2 separate regions of the Mus musculus genome follow, and region 1 is linked to region 2. The links are chromatin contacts, called in public Hi-C maps. All regions are on one chromosome and are shown on one strand. Each heading gives the region's core, a stretch centred on a gene start, on an enhancer-like site or on the middle of the called end of the contact. The rest is flanking DNA. Distances are from core to core; before and after follow the strand shown.

The links. Hi-C and Micro-C count contacts between places; a contact is called where the count stands out from the background.
Region 1: a contact with region 2 is called in a Hi-C map of B cells, with 22 read pairs. The contact joins the promoter of Zfp777 here to the promoter of Pdia4 in region 2. A contact is called at or near these places in 7 of 39 promoter capture datasets (the C10 cell line, cranial neural crest, frontonasal cranial neural crest and 4 more), 2 of 484 Hi-C or Micro-C datasets (B cells and nephron progenitors), 5 of 115 datasets of contacts at active chromatin or transcription factors (the SCID.adh cell line, effector CD8 T cells, embryonic stem cells and 2 more) and 2 of 9 other capture datasets (adipose tissue and liver).

Annotation. Positions count from the first base shown.
Region 1 is chr6:48,046,482-48,049,497 of GRCm38.p6, reverse strand. It overlaps Zfp777 (zinc finger protein 777), which reads left to right and starts at 1,384. Exons shown (of 6, transcript NM_001081382.1): 1 at 1,384-1,512. The coding sequence starts at 1,396.
Region 2 is chr6:47,812,044-47,814,865 of GRCm38.p6, reverse strand. It overlaps Pdia4 (protein disulfide isomerase associated 4), which reads left to right and starts at 1,354. Exons shown (of 10, transcript NM_009787.2): 1 at 1,354-1,649. The coding sequence starts at 1,562.

The DNA of each region.
Region 1 (3,016 bases), core at 135-2,634, 230 kb before region 2:
ATAAATGAGATGTCCTTGGCCTGGTGGTCTCCGTTTTTTTACTGAGAGCTTCATATTGCCCGGTTGCCTTCTAAGACAAGCTCCAACCCAGACACCCCCGGGGTTCTATGAAGTGAAAAAATTATTCTGGCTTTTCCTCTAGGTTCCAGTTGGGGTTCATTCATCCCTAACTGTAACCAGGACACCTGCTCAGACTTATTTTTCTTTTTTCATTCCATTCCCAAATCTTGGCAGCTCCTGCAAATTCAGTAAACGTGCGATTCACTGAACCTGTCCAGGAAAGAGGGTTCTCTCTCATGGTTGGAAAGAGTACAAGGGGGCGAAAACTGCAACTTGGGATCAGCAAGCCACTCCCGGCTCGGCCTCAGTTTCCTCCTAAGTAGCCCGTCTAGCCCCTTCCAACCCGTGCCCTCAAAGATTCCAGGAATTCTGTCCTTTCTGGCCGAAAACAACACTGAGGCTTTTCACAAAGCACTCCCACCCCCACCCCTCGCTCCCCTTGGATCCACAGCCCGCGTCCCTGGAACCCGGGCTGCACTGCGCTGGTCACATGAACTCCGGCTTTCTGTGGTGTGACGGCTCTCTCCGATCCCTTTGTGAGCGCAGGTTTTGAAAGCCAACGACCGGGTTCTGGGTTTGAGACGCGCAGGCGGCCGCGGGCGGAAGGCTGTCGGAGCCCATCGGCCCGCCTCCAGACCCAGCGCGCCGCGCGCCCGGGATTCCGCTCCGCCGCCTCCGCCGCCGCCGCTGCCCGCCGCTGCCCGCCGCGGCCTGGCCCGAGGGCGCCGGGCCGCCAAGACGCCAGGTGAGCCGCGAGGGACCGGGAGCCGCGACGGGCTCAGGGCGTGTCCGGCGCCGAGGCGGCCCGCGCCTCACTGTTCGCTCCTACCGGCTGTAGATGGAGCTGTCTGGGTTCCGGCCGCCTCCGACGAGCCTCCGAGCGCTCCTCTTGAAACGCCTGAGAGGGACATGCCTCCCAGGATGCAGTTTGTAGCAACATGGCAGCTGCGGTGCAGCTCCCCTGCTGAAGAGGCGCCGGGACGGCCGCGCAGCTCGCAGCCGGGACCCGGGCCGCAGCCGGGGTCGCAGCGTCGGCCGCTCGGGGCGGGCGAGCGCGCCGGGGGCGGCCGCAGAGCGCTGGGGCCCAGCTCGCCGCCCGGGCGCAGCCCGCACAGCCGCGCTCCGACGCCGCCACCGCCGCCACCGCCGCCCGCGCCCGCCCGCCGAGCACAGCCCCGAGCAGGCCGGGGCCCGACGGCCGCGCAGCCCCGGCGGGTGAGGCCAGGCCGCGCCGCACTGCCAGCCCGCCCACGGCGCCGGGCCTGCGTGGGGCTGCGCGCGGCGGCGGCGGCGGCGGCGGGGACTCGCACGGCGCGGGCCGGGCGGCGCGGGGCCATGGCCGAGGCGGCCCCGGCTCGGGGGAGGGCAGCCCGCGCGCGCACGGACGCGCGGCCTCGGGGCCCCGGGGACAGCCTGCGTGCTCCGGGCTCGGTGGCCCGGCCTGGGGTCTCGGTAAGGGCCGGGCGCGGCGACGTTAGCGGGGAGGGGGCGCCCTGGCGGGCTCGCGCGCCCCCTGGGGGGGAGGACGGCCGGGGCGGGCGGGAGCGGCGGCCGTCCGTGCGAGGCTGCGCGGCCGCACGGCTCCCGGACACGCGGCCCGAGGTGGGGCGCGGGCGGCGCGCTCGCTCCCTGGCTGCGGAGCCGGCGCTGCGTCCGTCGGGGTGGCCAGCGGCACGTTTTCCGCAGAGCTCGGCCCCGCGGAACGGCTCCCGGCCTGGGCGCGGTGCTGACGCGGCTCTCCCATTTCGCAGAGCGGAGACACTGAGGCACGGACACCCGGCGGCGACCTGCCCTGCCTGCCCCAAGGTCACGTAGCGAGTCGGCCCGGGCTAGGTGCCCGCAGTCCCGTAGAGGCCTGCCCAGCGTGCCGCGGGCCTGGACGGGGAGGGGTGGCGCTGGCGGCGGCTTCGCCAGGGTGGGCGGCCTGGGCTAGCCGAGCACTGGCTGCGGCCCGTCGGGGGAGGAGGGGAAGGCCGGGCAGCGCCCAGCCCAGCGACTCCGGTGTGGGGAGCAGTGTGATCCATAGCCTCTGCGTCAGGAGCACCCCGAGTCAAACTTGGGGTACGGATAAATGGGGTCTGGCGAATGAGAGCCTAAGAGGTTGATGTTCTTCCGAGGGCCATTCAATAATTAAACGCCCTCCCACCCAACGTGCTCTCTGAGGCACCCTGGCTGTGCTAGGCGGGTTTGCTGCATGGGAGTCCGTGCCTTTGAACCTGTTTCCATGTATACTGGAAGAGATAGGATAGATGGCTTCCTAAAAACCTCGCAGTTCTTAAAATAACAATAACAAAACACCTGGGAAATAAAATGAAGATTTTTTTTTAAACATTCTTACCTCTGGGCTTAGGTCTTCATGGCATGTAATTCTGAGTGAACCATCCTGGGTCATGTAAGAAAATGGCACAGCTTTTGTAAAAAGTCAGATGTGTGTCGTTATGCATGTTTCTAGTATGTTGGCATGGATCCTGGAGCCCCTAATCATTTACCACACAAGGGTGGGGAGGAAAGAGAGACAGGTAGAAGCTGTGAAATGTGGCGCAGAGGAATTCTAACGTTCCTCTCCTGCTAGCAGGTAGCAGCTTGAGAATTTGAGCTTATTCGATTTAGCTGTCTTTGCTTGAGGGTAAGGTCAAGCCACAGGTTTGCTGGAGCTGATGACATTGTATCAGGACTTGGGGGGGGGGGGGGCTATACCTTATGACCCTTCACCCCTTTCCAGTATTCCAAATCCCTAAATGGAGAAGGAAAAAAAAACCATTTTCCTTTGAGCTCTGTCTGATTCAGGTGGTTAGTAAAGATGTCTTGTCCTGCTGGCTTTTTTTTTTTTTCTTGTCCCAGGTAAAACTCTGTTTGGCACCTAACCTGCCCTCCAGGTATTCTTTTCCCTCTTCCCACTAATTATAAGCAGATCCCCTAGTCCTCCCTCAGGCAGACTGCCTTAATATGCCCATTG
Region 2 (2,822 bases), core at 105-2,604:
TGTCCAGTTTAGCTTTGAATTTCTGGGCTAAAATGATCTGCTTTAGACTCCAAAGTAGTTGAAACTACAGAAAAGAATTATATCAGAATAATAAAAAAGGTAGAACCATCACTGAGTTCTACAGAAAACACAAGAGACTGCAGTAATCTCTTGTGGTTTAACCTAGATAGAATCAATCATAAACCTCATGAATCCAGAGCATGTAGGTTGTGTGCCTGTCTAGTCTTAATTTAGTTTTCAAAACATATAATCTGAACTTCTGGCTGTGGACATGCATGCAGGAATTGTCACAGATACACTAGTAGATAGACAATCCCAATGGACTACTTCTCTAGAGAGAGATCTGCAGGAGTAAAGGAAAACACATATTCAAATTGGCCTAGGAACCTAGCCTAATAGTGCTAAAATGACAACCCAGGGGAGTAGTGATAAATACAGCTCATTTTCTCCTCCTGTATACATCAGAAAATATTGCAGGACTCTCTAAGATTTATTTATTTAGCCTCATTTGTCTTCTACGTCATATCATATGTTAATCCACAGGTGCTAACCCTAATGCCAGTACAGCTTTCTTTTCTGACATGCAAACCTAGTTTCTTTTCCAAAACACTCACGGTTATTTCTAGATCTAAATCACTAGATTGGTTATCTCTCTCTCTCTCTTCAGAAAAATCATAATACAAGGCAACGTTCAGACAAGACTCTGACTTATAGACTTAGTCATGGAGTCCAAGTTGTAATTTTTCTTTTCTTTCTTTCTTTCTTTCTTTCCTTTCTTTCTTTTTTTTTTTTTTTTGCGACAGGATATCACTAAAAGTCATGGGTCTCTGCCTCCACAGACCTGGAGTCAGCCCACCCAGCTCTGAAACAACTAATCTATTTCATATACCTCTCCGAACCTAGTATCTAGGAAAGAAACTCAAACTTTTATATGCTCAACAGAAAAAACAAGAAGCCAAAGAACAGGGGAACAGAGGCGGGATCTCTGATCTCACTTTTTCCCAAAAGTTCTGTCCTCTTTAGTTTCCTGCACAAGGACAGCCTCAGACGGACGAGCCTACACATGCACCCCACCATTTCCTTGAGTTTCTTACACGTGTTCTTCCTGCCAAGCTTGGCCAAAGGGAGCTGACCTCCCAACCAATCCCTCCCCTCGGAGTGCTCAAGCCCCGCCTCCCTGTGCAGGGCTGGTTGCCTTTGTTCTCCCCCGCACTCTTTCCGGACCTGGGCGCTCCAAGCAAACCGAGTGGCAGCCCGTGATTGGTGGTCGCGGCACAGCCAATCAGAAGGGGGCACCTCACACTAGGGCTCGGAGTTTTAAACGCGGAGCTGAGGGGCGCGCCCGCGCGGAGGGCTCAGGCAGCGGGGCGGGGCGGTGTAGGCGGGGCGCCACGGCTCTCGCCCTGATTCGTGCGGGGATTGGACGGGCCGCGGCTTCCTTACCTCCAACCAATCACCGGCCTGAACTTCCTGGAGGCTTTGGTGCGCTCCGGCGTCGCTCGGGAGGTCGGCGAGTGCTCTGCGGTGGCCGGTGTCTGCAGGCCCAGCTCTGCACCCAATCATGAAGCTCCGGAAAGCTTGGCTGTTGGTCCTGCTCTTGGCGCTGACACAGCTGCTGGCTGCTGCGAGCGCCGGAGATGCACACGAAGGTGAGCGGGAGGGCGGGTCGGAGGAGCAGCTCGCGTGGGTTGCAAACCTTGCTGGGGCCTGACAGGGTGCTTCGCTCACACCCCTGCGGAATTAGTGACCCGGTAGCAACGAACTTAATGGAGTTTCAGTGTAGGGCCGAATCTAGGGGTGTGGGCCTCTTTAGTTCCTACCTGAGACTAGGACACGGAGGGACGTGCCGAGTGCCTGGTTCGCAGCTCGTCTCTTTACCCTCACTACTGAGATTTGCCCCTTTGTTGAGTAAAATTTTCTGGAGAATACTCTCGTTTCCAAAACCGGTTTTAGAAAACGGAGGCGGGATGGCCGCTAGTAGGACCTGGAAGAGGCAGTCGCAGATACTGGGCATCTATATCAAGAAGTAGAAATAACTCAGGCTTTGTTTTCGTCTTTTATGGAAACTGGAGCTGCCGTATACAAGCATTTTATTCAGCGCCTTTTTTTGCCAGTCGCTGCACTGTGTTTTGAAAGTCGAGGCTGGTGGTGCATGTATTCTAGTAGGAACAGTATGTGTAACTCATAGACGTTATGCCCGCACCCTTTCTTCGAAATCCTCTACCGAAAACATAAAAACTTTGAAAATAGGAAGTACTAGTTAACGTTGTTCCTAGAGAACGGGTCTGATCGACACCTTTCCCTTCTAACCACTAACTTGTTGCCTACTAGGTTTAGTCTAATATAAACAAACCCCATTTTTAAAGTTTAGTGTGGAGGGGGAATGTGAACTTTATACTCCTAGGTTGAGTAAGATTCCTGTGGATCATTGATTTATGAGTCTTTGCCCAGGTAGGAAAGAGTAGAAATGAAGAGACTGCTGAAAGGGGCCAACTATCCGTCCTACCTATGAGTATATCTTGGCACTTTTGTCCAAACTGACTGAGGGCTCATTTCTTATAGAGACCCAAAATACATTGAAACAGAAAGAGGGCAGAGTCTTCATTTTAAGCAAATTTTTCACTTTTCAAAGCAGAATAGGCTTTGTGGGGGACACATGAAAGTTTGAGAACCAGTGTAGTTTGGTGTATGCTTTAAGAACGTGTTAAAAACTACACGGTTGTGAGACAGTGGTCAGTTTTAGGGTGATGTATGTTTGTTTGTTCAAGATGGGGGTCTCATTATGTAGCTTGGAGCTCATCATGTAGACCAGGCTGGCCTTG